Linked DNA regions of Mus musculus: all the other regions are linked to region 1. A link is a contact called in public Hi-C data. All regions are on one chromosome and are shown on one strand. The core of a region is the stretch at or near the end of the contact, and the rest is flanking DNA. Distances in the headings are between cores, read along the strand shown.

What was found. Hi-C and Micro-C count contacts between places; a contact is called where the count stands out from the background.
Region 2: a Hi-C map of erythroblasts shows a contact between it and region 1, with 4 times the contacts expected there. The contact joins two enhancer-like sites. A contact is called at or near these places in 6 of 484 Hi-C or Micro-C datasets (bone marrow-derived macrophages, erythroblasts, granulocyte-monocyte progenitors and 3 more) and 3 of 115 datasets of contacts at active chromatin or transcription factors (embryonic stem cells, liver and pancreatic cancer cells).
Region 3: a Hi-C map of bone marrow-derived macrophages shows a contact between it and region 1, with 28 read pairs. The contact joins two enhancer-like sites. A contact is called at or near these places in 1 of 15 datasets of contacts at CTCF or cohesin (the NIH/3T3 cell line), 7 of 484 Hi-C or Micro-C datasets (bone marrow-derived dendritic cells, bone marrow-derived macrophages, erythroblasts and 3 more) and 3 of 115 datasets of contacts at active chromatin or transcription factors (embryonic stem cells, microglia and neural progenitor cells).

Annotation. Positions count from the first base shown.
Region 1 is chr1:71,729,200-71,733,353 of GRCm38.p6, reverse strand. It overlaps Gm39660 (a long non-coding RNA gene), which reads left to right. Exons shown (of 3, transcript XR_001778956.2): 3 at 3,022-4,154. Gm30160 (a long non-coding RNA gene) reads right to left here. Exons shown (of 4, transcript XR_003947861.1): 2 at 347-475. Among named protein-coding and RNA genes, the nearest start is that of Gm30160, 2.9 kb to the right of the region's middle. Within about 2 kb of position 1,568, at least 37 of the 459 cell types and tissues checked have an H3K27ac peak or open chromatin away from gene starts, as enhancers often do. A contact at or near this core is called in bone marrow-derived macrophages, erythroblasts and liver, where this site is marked.
Region 2 is chr1:71,911,359-71,915,999 of GRCm38.p6, reverse strand. No RefSeq gene overlaps it. Among named protein-coding and RNA genes, the nearest start is that of Gm28818, 14 kb to the right of the region's middle. Within about 2 kb of position 2,564, at least 42 of the 459 cell types and tissues checked have an H3K27ac peak or open chromatin away from gene starts, as enhancers often do. A contact at or near this core is called in erythroblasts and liver, where this site is marked.
Region 3 is chr1:71,972,464-71,976,456 of GRCm38.p6, reverse strand. All of the region lies in intron 1 of 4933417E11Rik (RIKEN cDNA 4933417E11 gene), which reads left to right. Among named protein-coding and RNA genes, the nearest start is that of 4933417E11Rik, 31 kb to the left of the region's middle. Within about 2 kb of position 1,521, at least 30 of the 459 cell types and tissues checked have an H3K27ac peak or open chromatin away from gene starts, as enhancers often do. A contact at or near this core is called in bone marrow-derived macrophages and erythroblasts, where this site is marked.

The DNA of each region.
Region 1 (4,154 bases), core at 319-2,818:
TGTCATGTGACTTCTGAGTAAAGTCTGGGGACCCTGACACGATGGGATCAAAGTCAGGAAAGCAGAAAGTCGCTTTCACGAAAAGGACTAAAAGTCAGCTCGAGTCACACGTGCAAAGCTGAGCTATTTTTCATGAGTAGCCTGGAGGTTTTATTGACTTTCAAAATATTCATGCTTCTGATTTTTCAAAGTCTGCTTATCATGGGATGCTTCGATTTTGATATCATATCCAGGAATGGGCAGAAAGGGGTACTTTGTCACTGACCACAGGACATGAGCAAATAAATTTTTAGAGTAATTTAAAAGGAAGGGGAACTCAGTGAGAGTCATTTTCTTGAATCCTCACCTTCTTCAAACCTGATGAAAGGGCACTGGGATGGCAGAATAGACCGGAGAACTCGAAACAGATCAGACTGCGATTTATATTCAACTTCATTGTTTCTTCAGATCAAAGTGGGCCATGGGTACGTGGGCACTATGGAAAAGCAGAGAAGCCAAAAATAAAGCTGAAATACAATTTTGTCTTACATTTGATTTGGGTGAGGTACTTACTCAATAATAAGCAAGGTTTCAAAGATGATCAAAATGTAATATGGGAAGGGGAGGCATATGGTTGGAAGATATGTATTCGGAATTGGGCAGGAGAACTAAGAGTTTCCAGCTTCCTCACCACTGGCTATATAGCAAGGAATTACTTGATGCTGTTAAGTCTAATTTTCTTGAGTTATAAACAGGGCTTGTGCTATCTCGTTGTTGGATCCAAGCAAACTGGGGTTATTCGCTAGGTAGAGTGTGTGTGTGTAGATAACACACAACAGTCACTATTTCTCTGACACCATTATTCCCAAATGCATCCCTTTTGACTTTGGCCTCTAAATTCAGCCCTTTAAGATTCCTGCTCCACATGGGAAGTGGAATCCTGCCTGGATTACCAAAAAAGAACAACAGTTTAAGAGTCTTCACTCTTTGCCCGACATGGTGGTGCATGCCAATAATCCCAGTGGATGGAGAAACTGAGGCATGAACAGGCTTCCCTGGGATTTAAGGACAGACCGGGCTACATACTGTTACAGGTCAGCCTAAGCTACGACTCGAGTGAGTCCTTTCTCTTTTAAGAGAAGAGGAAGAAAAGAGAAGAGAAGAGGAGGAGGAAGAGGAATAGAAGGAAAAGAATATTAGCATTGTCATGCTAAGCCTCCGAATTGAGTTCACTGCCTCAGGATGGGGAGGAATGGCAGGAGGCTGAGAAGGCAAGGTTTTTATTGAGCAGCAGGGTGACAGCTTCCTGCAATATGGCAGAGCCTGGAACACTCATTGTCAGGTAGCAGACTTCTGCTTCCCAGGAGTGGGTCAATCTGGTCCCACCCCATGGGTAAATTAGGTCTAGAGCTGGGGTGAATCTGATTGATTAATTTGACCATATGTGTGGAATTCTAGATGAGCCAGGTCAAAGAGAAAGCCCCTGGAAAGCCTTCCAGTTGATGATATGGGGTGGGGGTGGGAGGAGTGGACACAAAGAACTAGGAAGTCCAGAGGACAGAGGCTAATGATTAACTGGTGTGATAAGTCAAGTCCTTTGGATTTTAGTCCTTGACAACAGATAGTTTATGGTAAAACTCAGGACTCTTGTTGCAGTTGACTAGGTGTGCTACCAGGACATAGAGATATTTTTGTTTTCCTTAAACCCATGACTCTAACTTCCCATAGAGTTGTACTGCCTAGTTCCTAAGTTGTATTAATATCACATTATTGATAATAGCCCCATCTAGAACCTCTTTGGGTAACAACTGGATCAAAATAGAGCAAGAGTGGAAAGTTTGACAACTCCAAAGTACTTACATCTTCTCTTTCCATACCAGGCTTTAAATAAAAGATAGAGTACTTTTTGATGCTTTCTCTCTTTTCCTAGTTACACTCTTTGCCTTCAACTTTGTCAAAAAATCCACTTTTAACATCAGAAACCAAGTCTTTCTTCACACAGGCCTCCATCGAGCTGGTTCCCCAGCTTCTTTGGTCTGAAGAAATGATTGCTGATTCAGTAGACCAGAAAGAAGGACGTGCCCAAGACTCCCACCCCTTCATCCTTCCGTCTAACTCCCTACCTCTGTCAGATTGTGACAGCCAGAACACAAAGCAGTATTTTGATCTCTGGTCTTCTGCAATTCTTATGAAATGCTTTAATCACTTCCCCTTCTGCTCCCGCAACTTCCTTTCTTATATTCTTTCAAAACCTTTGCTTTTGAAATCATCCCATCCACCCACTTTGTAACTCTGCATAAAAACAGAGAACTCCCTTCCCTCCTCTGCATTTTATCTAAGTCAAGTCCAAAACCAGAACTTAGCCCTACTCAAAGATATCTTAATTATATTCACAACTCTTCTGTCCCTTCAGCCTCTTATCTTTCTTCCTCTCAGTCCTGGGCAACTGTCTTCTGGTGAACTTTGCCCCTGCACAAAATCTCTACTCCTAGCCACAGAGATTTGGGTCACTCCATCTCACTCCAAATGATCTCACAGCAAATTATCTTTGCTGCTATGGGAGTTTCCTAGTGTTCCTGTGGGTTGACACCCCACTATTTTATTTTAGTGTGATTTTCCCCTCTCCATCTTTGCTTAACTTCATGCATGCAATCTAGTATCCTATTTAAAGAAGATCTTGTCTATGAATGATATAGAAAACAAAAGAAATTTTTGGTTTATTAAATCTTCCTGCAGTAAACAACGGCTCTGAGTATGTTGCTGCAAACACAAATGACTAGCAACCTCAGGTTCATGCTCATAAATCTCACACTACCATTTCCCTCTTGCATGCAATGTCTGTATTTCCCTGGCCCTTGGGAATAAGGATAAGTTGCTGGTGTATTTTCCCACCAACGTATTGGCCTCTTCCTTATCAGAAAACGCTTCCTTCCTGTCTTGTGGGTGAGTTAGGGAATTTTTTTTTTCTTAGCTATTTTCTGCTTCTGTAGCTCCTTCTGTCCTCGAAGGCTTCCGTAATCTATGTTTCTTGCCTCTCTGCAGAGGAAGAGCCCTGTGTCCCATGTGGCGAACCCATGCCTGACAGAGAACATGAAGGAGGAACATGTATACTTCTGCCCATCACACTGCCTGTTTTGGTTGTTTGAACAACCCCATATCTCATATTCATTTCTTTAAAAACTTAGACTTCTGCAGTATGCCTGTCCAGGAGGATGTCTGCCAAGTCGCCAGTATGAGAGGCAATTAGTTCCAAGGTGACAATGTGCTGAATACCTTCGTTTGCCATCTTCATTTGGGTGACTTGTTTGAAAACAGAGACTCATTGTTCCCATCTATGGCCTATTCCTGTGTGAGACAGGCTTCCGCTGCATGATGTCCAAACACCTCTGTGAACCCCACTTTCAGTTCCTGTGTGATGTCTACTTGCTTGCTGTAGGTTTTCCAACGTTCTCTGAAGAGATCTTTAGAATACTGCCAAGTCCTGAATCAGACCTTTCCAAAGCATACCCACTCAGTTTTGTGCACATCTATGCAAACATTTGCAGCTATATTCAGGAAAAAAAAAAAAAAAAGATGTGTTTTAGAGCATTAGTGGTTTTTGCTGGTGGCCTGGCCTCCTCTTTCACAGGAAGGGAAGAGAAAAAGATCTGCTGAGCTCTTTCCATTCAGGATCCCAGCTTTGTCTCAGCAGTTTTCCAGAACCCTGGTGCCAGCTCACTTTGCACGTAGAAAACTCAGAAAAATGAAATGGTTCAAGGCTCTGAACTAAGCTCTCACCAGGGTCTCATGTTCAAGGCTGCCAAGGGATGTGTACCCTTAAGGGCGTTTCCCCACCTCCTTGGATCAACCTCATCCAGAACAACTAACGAAGACAGTAAAACGACTTATCCCGTGTCTGGAAAGAAAAGAAAACCTGTCAACCTTCCAAGCACAAGAGAAATAGCGTCGGTAATAAATTGCTTCTAGAGCAGTACATGAGGTAGACTGTAAAATACAAATAAGTTAATGATTGTGCTTAAATAGTAAAGGGAAGCGCAGACATTTATCACAGTCCCTTTTTAAATGAGGGTTCTATTCAGTATTTTGAAGTGTTCATTCACACATCTGCTCCACATCTGTAGTCTGTCTACAGTATTATGTCTGGTGGCAATGATGAAATCACATGATCTCTCTCT
Region 2 (4,641 bases), core at 1,315-3,814, 180 kb before region 1:
ACTCAGAGAAAATTCATAGGTGGCCAGGCTTGTGGTAAGCACTTCACCTACTAAGCTGTTTCAATGGTCCTTTACTGATTTTTGAAATGTTTAGTGTGTTTACACTTAAAGGGGCTTTACTTAAGGCTCTAAATCAATTTGGAATGTATTTATCAGGAGCCTCTTAAACACAACAATGTAATGTTCTCTTGGCTTATCCTGCATCTGGAATCCTTGCCCAGGATGCCTGTGTAGGCATCAGGTTTGGCCGAATGCTGAACATTTCACTTCTGCTGTCCATCTGATAAGGGAAGATTAGGAGCAGTTCTTGGTCTTTCCTTACATTGTCCAGAAGAGTCTGGAGATAGCCAGAGAGTCTTTTATCAAGACTGAACCTTATCAGCCACCCACGAATAACAGGACTGATCACTATCTGAATTCCTGAATTCTGTCTTCCAGAGAGAGAAGAGGGTAGAAGGAAGAGGGCTGGGAATAAGGAACTCCTAGGGACAGTGACTCTTATCGCGATGATCCTCTGTCGTAAGGATGGTGCCTGGTATACCACAGGACATCTTAGATATTTGTCAAATAGAGTAAAGAAAAGCCTTGGAGATGATTCAGTTGATAGAGTGCTTGCTACAAACTCGTGAGGATCAGAGTTTGAGCCACTACATCCCTGTAAAATGCCTGGTGGGGAGGTGCATTCATGCACAAATCCCTGTGCTAGAGAGGTGGAGATAAAAGCTTTCCCTGAGCTGCTGGCCAGCTGGCTTGCTGAGTTGGTGAGTTCCAGGTTTGGATGAAAAGCTGACTCAATAAGTGAATGAGAAAGGTAGGCGATGTCAATCTCCGGCCTCCTCCACACACGTGTACAGACATGGACCTGAACACACTCATACACAAACATATACATGCTCACAGAGGTATAAATAAAGTCTTTACAACAATAATGGGAGGGGTGAACTGATCATTTGAAATTATGGCAATGGAAGAATGGATCTTGAACCTAAATCTCCATTTTTACCATGTTAAATGATATAATAAAAACTTCCCTCTGCACAAAAATCCAAGATATTTCAAAACACCTTCAGTGAGTCTCTTCCTTTTTCTCTCTGCCTCTCTCTCTCCCTCCCTCCCTCCCTCCCTCCTTCCTTCCTTCCTTCCTTCCTTCCTTCCTTCCTTCCTTCCTTCCTTCCTTTCTTCCTTCCCTTCTATCTTTTTCTGTCTCTCCCATCTTTCTCCTCTCCCCCCTCCCTTTCTCACTCTTTTGCTATAGCTTGAGTGATCTCTGGGAAGAAATTTAATGACAACCTATCATTTCATCAGTATCCAACTGCGTACAAGTTTATGCTCTACCAGACACCATGGAACATAGCCAGCTCAACTTCCTGCCCACTGAGGAGGCAGTGGTATCTTCACAGTGCCTGGCTCATAGCAGTTGTTTACTAGTAAGCATTAGTTTCCTTCAGCCCAAGGAGCTTATGGCAAGCCGTGGTCGCAGCCTTGTCCAGAATTCCTTCAATAACCATAGTATGATTTTATGATATTCTAGTCTAATAGTAAGTAGTTCTTCCTCAATATATAAACACTATGAAATAGTGGACTTCAAGGACTTTGCTGTGTTCAATGCTAAATTCCTTAAGACCTTAAACATGGTATATGTTTTAAAATATATACTCTTCTGAATGAATGCATAAATACGTGAATAATTATGGGAAAGGTATTGGTTCTAGTTTAGTTTCTGTTGCGGTAACAAACCTCATGACCAAAACAACTTGGAAGGAAAGGGTTTATTTCATTTTATACTTCACCATTGAGGGGAGTCGGGACAGAACTCAAGGCAGGAGTCTGGAGGGAAGAACTGGCGCAGAGACCATGGAAGAACGCTGTTTACTGACTTTTCCTGGCTACTCAACTACCTTTCTTATACAGCCCAGACCCACCTGCCCAGGGATAGTGTGAACCACAGAGGGCTGCACCCTGCCATATCAATCAGCAGTCAAGGAAGAACCCACAGACACCTCCACAGGCCAGTTGATGGACGCCTGTCTTAGCTTCTTTTCTGTTGCTGGGATAAACTGCCATGGTCAGGGCTACTTAAGGAAGAAAGAGTCTATTTTGGTCTCTGGATTCCAGAGTTTTAAGAATCCATCATGGCCAGGCAGCAAGTGGTAAACATGCTAGTAAAAGCAGGGAGCTTACTCTAGGAAGGAGAGAGAGGGAGAGATGGAGAGAGAGAGAGAGAGAGAGAGAGAGAGAGAGATGTTGGAGTGGTGCTGTCTGTAAGCTCTCAAAGCCTATCCTCCAGGGACATGTTTCCTTCAGCAAGATGCACCTCTTAAAGCTGCACAAACAGGACTAACAACTAGAGACCAAGTGTTCAAATATCTGAGGCTGTGGGGGCCATTTCTCATGAAACCAGCACAAGGTCAGCTTCTCAGTTGAGGTTCCCTCTTCCCAAGTGTATCACCTTGACAACCGATGCTAACGATGTCAGAAGCAGCAGCTGCTCTAGCGATGCACTGACTTTTAAAGGGAAGAGCTGATGTACCAGTCCAGAGAGTGACCTCTCGGGGAGTTACATGAAGTCACATGACACTATAGTAGGTGAATGACTCTTAGGCCATTGCCTGAACGTTCTATGGTGGTATTCATGGTTCAGACCAAGGGGAGGGGACTGAATGAGCATGTCTGGATGGCATTTATCCTCAGTGTAAGGAGAGGCTGTCCAACTTTGGATCCCATGAAACACATTTTGAAATATTTACAGTTGTCTCTCATCCATTCTTGCTCTTTCTATACAGCCCATCCACACTCCACAGATTTATAGCCAGTCAGCTTAATCCCTGCATTGTGAAATGATATGAAATCAAGCCATCAAGAGACCAAGAAGATGAAAATTGAGATGAAAAAAAAAATCTCTCTCAGTGGGTCTTCTGCCAGATGAGGCTATATGCTTGGGGCAGCTAGCTAACTCTTAAATAAGAAGACAAAATAAGGAAATAAAAAAATCAATACCTTTGATCTTTCTTAAAAAGTGCTCAAATATCCCAATGTTGTCTCCTACAGCCTTTATAAATCTTTCACTGGGGGCCTCAGAAAACTCCAAATCACATAACACAGCCATCAGGTTTCCAATCCAAGGAGAAAAGTGCTTTTCAAAGCAGTATGTGCCAAGCCCACCTTCACCTGGATAACATTTGTTAGCCAACCATGTGCTGTGTCCCTCTGTGTTTGTTGATCAATGTTGCAGTCACACTGACCGGAAGGGTGCTCTGTCCTGATTTCAGAGTGAGTTTTAAGCCACTTTGAAAACCCTTTAACTTGTGGGTTTGCCTCACTCTGTTTGAGTCCAAATTGCACAATAATATAATGAAGCAAGTCCTGTGGGACTCTCTGTGTCATATTAAATTTCAGGAAACCACAACCTTTGCACGTCTCCTCTGATTGCTCCCCTCCCCCCCCCCCCCCCCCCCCCCGACTGTGGCCCTATCCTGTGGCATCTGGCTGCTTTCTGGCTTGGTATTCAACAAGGTTGAAAACCCATTGCATCAGAGTCTCCTCTGACACTTTGGAAACCTCCTCCTTCTCGTCATTAAGCACTCCTGTCCTTTCTGAGTAATCAAAGCTTTATTGTAAAAACCTACTTAAATCCCCAAAGAGCTTTGAAACATTCGTTTCACTTTTCTGTCTGCTTCAATGGATATTTTATGTGAATTGTGAACTTGGGAAACATAAAAGGGGAAAATTAAAAAGACATATGCACGTTCTGTAAGAATCAGTAAGAAAGCCATGAACAACATTTTAGTGAGTAAACCATGAATGTGGGATGCATTTAGCTAGCTTGATATAGTCTTTCCATTTTCTTTATGATCCGCTCACATAAGGATGGTTGAACATTTATTCAAACTTTAGAAGGATCTTCACATTGTTTAAAAGCCTCACTATTTTACTCTGGAATGGTTTGGCCCACTCAGAAGGCTACTTAGTTATATTAAAAGTGTTCTTTAAAAGATAGCACCAGTCATTTTTTGGGAGAAGTATCAATTTCTAAATATTTTTCAATATTTAATGTTTGTGTTGTTATTATCCATGATATAAGACGAATTTAGAAATGTAAAGGTTATTTTCATTTAACTTACAATAAAAACAAAAATCCAGCAGGTCAAGTTCTAGCAGCTGAGAACAGAAATAATTATACATATTTTTATATACATCTATTTTTTCCTCTCTTTCTATGTATGATTTTTTTTAAGACAGAGTTGCTAATTAGCTAAGGCTGACCCTGAACTTCTAATTCTCCTGCCTCGGCCTCCTGAGTGCTTGGATTACAGGTATGGACCCTGTAATTTCTTTAAAGAACACTGAGTGAGTCCGTAGTGCAATGGGAAGAGAGCCAGCCTGAGCTGCTGGAGACTGAAGTGGAGTGGAACTCACTGGTTTCTTTGGAAATTTAGTTATGTCATGTGATGTTTTGCTGAGGCAGACAGGTGAGAGGATGTTTTGCTGAAGCAGACACATGAGAGGTCATGTAATGTTTAGAAAGTGATTGTGTGTGTGTTTGTGTGTGCAGCAGTAACTTTTATTCTCCTGTAATAATCCTTGCTTTCAAGGCTCACTGTCTCAGTCTGCTAACATAGGCCTAGTCCTGGAAGTTTCTAG
Region 3 (3,993 bases), core at 272-2,771, 240 kb before region 1:
ATGCCATCTTTTTTTTTGTTGTTGTTGTTGTTGTTCCAGAAAATTCTTTGTAACATTTTTCAATGAACAAGTTTGCCACCCTCAATCAACGGGATTATTTTTTTCCAGCCCCCACACCCCAGTTTCCCAGGCACACTCTGTAGTGACTGGAACTGAATCCACCATACAGTTTATTTTAGCCTCCCTTACATTTCTCTTAGACTTTCCTTTTAGTTTCTGACTTAGCTTCCCTTATCAACAGCCCCACGTTTTCCTTTGCAATTGTCAAATTATCTATCAGGTGTGCTGGAACAGAACCAAGTGGTTCCCACAAAGCAAAAGGACTGTATCCCAGCGTCTCATCAGTTTCCATGGGTTTTGGTCCAGGCTGTGCTTTGGGCCTTTGGCCCAGTGTTCAGTTATTTCTGTGTTCAATTGTATGTGGCTTACAAGACTAATGTAATTTAGAATATTAGATGCTGGGAAGGAAATAATGGCTAAGGAGCTGGTTAAGGCTTTTATGTGTGCATGTTTGTGTTTGTGTTCAGGGGTGTGTGTGTGTGTGTGTGTGTGTGTGTGTGTGTGTGTGTGTGAGAGAGAGAGAGAGAGAGAGAGAGAGAGAGAGAGAGCGTGCTTATGCAAGGGAGAGGACAACTCCACGTGTTATTCCTCAGGCTCTGGACATCTTTAATTTTTTTTCACATCTACTCATTTATTCATTTATGTGTGCAGTGGTAGATATGCATACCACAGTGAACATATGGAGGGCAACTTTCATGAATCTCTTCTGCCATGTGCATTTTAGGGGTCAAACTCTAACTTAGTTGACAGGCTTAGGCAGCAGGTCACTTAACTTGCTTGACCAACCACTGGCTTCACCCTTCTTTTTTTCTTGCAGTGCTAGGAATTGAGTTAGGGACTCGCACATGCTAGGTAAACACTCTAGCGCTTAGCGCTATTCCAAGCCATCACCTCTGTTTCCGAGGCCGGCTCTCTCACTGTCCTAGGACTCCCCAGGGATGCTGATTGGGTATTGAGGCTCAGGCATCTTCCAGTGTCCACCTTCTCAGCACTGGATTGCAAGTGTGTAAAACCGCATCATGTCTGGCTTTCAGAGTGAGTCTAGGGACCAGACTCAGGTTCTCACGCTTGGACAACAAACATTTTACTAACTGAGTTATCCCTTGGCTCTGGTTGAGAGCCATTAAAGAAGTATTCATTTGTTAATTTTTAAATTATACAGATTTTTCTCCTGATTGAGTTTTAAGTTGAGTAGGAAGGAAAGAAAATAATGAACAGACCTTTAAAAATTGCTATATCTGTATAAGTTACAACTAGTAAAAAAAATAGTTGTGAATTTAGTTATGCTGTGCATTTTTTCTGAGTCCCTCCAGATCTGATCACGTGTCTCTAGGAGGCAGCCCTTCTGAGCCTCCTCTGATGAAGATCCAACATCAGGCGGCATGATGATGGGGAGTGCATGTGGGTGGGAGAGGTTACATCCTCATACAGGAAAGGGGAGAGCCAGGCTTGCCCCTTTTGCAACAACCCTCTCTGGAGAACTAATCTCACTTCCTTAAAAAGGCAGCACCCGCAGTGACCTCAAGACCTTGCAGAGGGCAAACTCCTCTAAAAGGTCCCCTGGCTGCCCAGCAGGGCGCAAGCTCCTTACAAACTGGAACATCTTCCCTCACAGTGTTCAATTTGCTATTGGCTCCTTCTCCCCTTTTTCTGATGCTTGATAGTGAACCCAGGACTTTATTATTAATATTTCCATTTTAGTCTATTTACCTCACCATTATTTTTTATGTTTAGAAATCAATTTTATGTTCTTTCTTTCTGTTTCGTACGAGTTGTATATAGTAATGATTCATTATGCCACCCTCGTACAGGTATGAAATGTCTTTTGATCATATTCACTCCTGTTAATCTGTCTAATTCCCTACCTACTTCTCATCTCCTCCTGCCTCTTGGGTCTTTTTTGGTGACCCAGTGAATTTCATCGTAGCTGCTCTTAGGAGCATGCATGAAGCGTTATTTATAGGAGTTTAAGCCTGTCAGTGTCTATCCCATTGAAGGAAATTTATTTCTTTCCCCCAGCAACTGTTAACTGAGTTGTTTATAGGACCTCAAGGAACGGTGGGGCTTTGTGAGCCCTTCTTCCTCCATGACAGAATGTTCATGGATCTAACTCTGTGAGAGTTTCATGCGGGTACACAGAGCTGTCTGCCGTGAGTTCAGTGCCCATGCTGTACCTGGAGGGCATTATTCCACAACACTCCCTCCTTTCTGTAGCTCTAGTGGTTTTCAGCCCCTCTTCTATGGTGTTTCTTGAGCCTTGGAGGGGGTGATACAGATGTCCCACTTAGGAATGAGCATTCAGCAAGTACTTGTTTTCTGCATTCTTATGAGCCTCTGCAGTTACTGCTGCTTATAGCAAAATGCTGCTGTGACCCAATCTGGCTTTAATAGTTTATATCAAATGATCAGCTGTCATTACAATGTGTCTGCTTTCACATGTGACAAGTGCTTCTTTCAGCTTTCAATAACTCCTTTTTGTTTTGTATAGCTATTGTTTTAACCATAATATGTCATGCAGAATGTGCTTTCTGGTCCTGTCCATTTGCATCTTATACCTCTGTGGGCATCTCCTTCTCACGATTCGGGAAATTTTCTTCTATGATTTTATTGTGTACTTTTCTATGCTTTCAGCTTAGAATTTGTTTCCTTCTTCCAGGCTTGTAATTTGTAGATTTGGTGTTTTCATCATGTCCCAAGAGTGCTGTTCATTCTGTTCTTATATTTTCAAAGAATTATTATTTTCTTTTATTAAGTGATCTGACCCCTTGTCTTTGGCTTCAAGCCCTGAAGTTCTTCCTTGCTCATGTTGCAGGAGACTTTCTACTGAGCTTTTGATTAGACCACTTAAAACTTTCATTTCCAGCTTCATTTCAGACTGGGTTTTCTTTGGTAGCTCTTTTTATTGGATTCTTTTTTTATATCCCGATTTATCTCCCTTATTTCCTTCAGTTACGTTTTCTAGGACTTCTATCAGTTTATTCCTGTCTTCGCTAAGTTCATTAAGCTGCATATTCGCATCCTCTTGGAATTCTTTGAACATGTTTATAATCGCTACTTTGGATCCTTTGTCTTAAAATTTGTCCAAGTCATTCCCCACGGGACCCATCTCTAATGGGCTGGTAATTTGGGATGAGGGCATGTTGTTTGTTTTCATGTTACTTAATGTTTTTGCCACAGGGCCTGGGTACCTGGAGTTAGGTTGTTTGAGTTGTCTTTTTCTAAGTCTCTATAGGCCACTTAAACCTGAGATAAAGTGGTGGGTTAGACAGGTTAGAAGCAGGTCTCAAAGAGGTAGAGCCAAGGAAATGATATCTCTTACAAGAGCCATGAGAAGCAGGTGGCCCAGTAGGTTCTCCAAGGAGGCAGAAGGACACTGGCAGTCACCGGAAGTATGGCGAAGGCTGTGGCAGCTCCTCTTCCTTCTTCTCCTCCTCCTTTTTCTTCTTTCCTTGTATCATCCTTCTCTTCTCTTCTCTTCTCTTCTCTTCTCGTCTCGTCTCGTCTCGTCTCGTCTCGTCTCGTCTCTTCTCTTCTCTTCTCTTCTCTTCTCTTCTCTTCTCTTCTCTTCTCTTCTCTTCTCTTCTCTCTCCCTCCCTCCCTCCCTCCCTCCCTCCCTTCCTTCCTTCCTTCCTTCCTTCCTTCCTTCCTTCCTCCCTCTCTAACTCCCTCCCTCCCTCCCCCCTCTTTCTTTCTTTCTTTCTTTCTTTCTTTCTTTCTTTCTTTCTTTCTTTCTTTCTTTCTCTCTTTCATAGTTTCAATTATCATTTGGTCTTAAGTTCTCTTGCGACTGGTAAGCTGTAACATTTACTTTATAATTACTACATTATTTAATTAAAAACACATTTTTCTTATATACATTGTAAGAGCCATACCTAGACTCTTCATATATAATTTTGCTTCTCATTAATATTGTGTTTTTCTGCTTATGTTAGT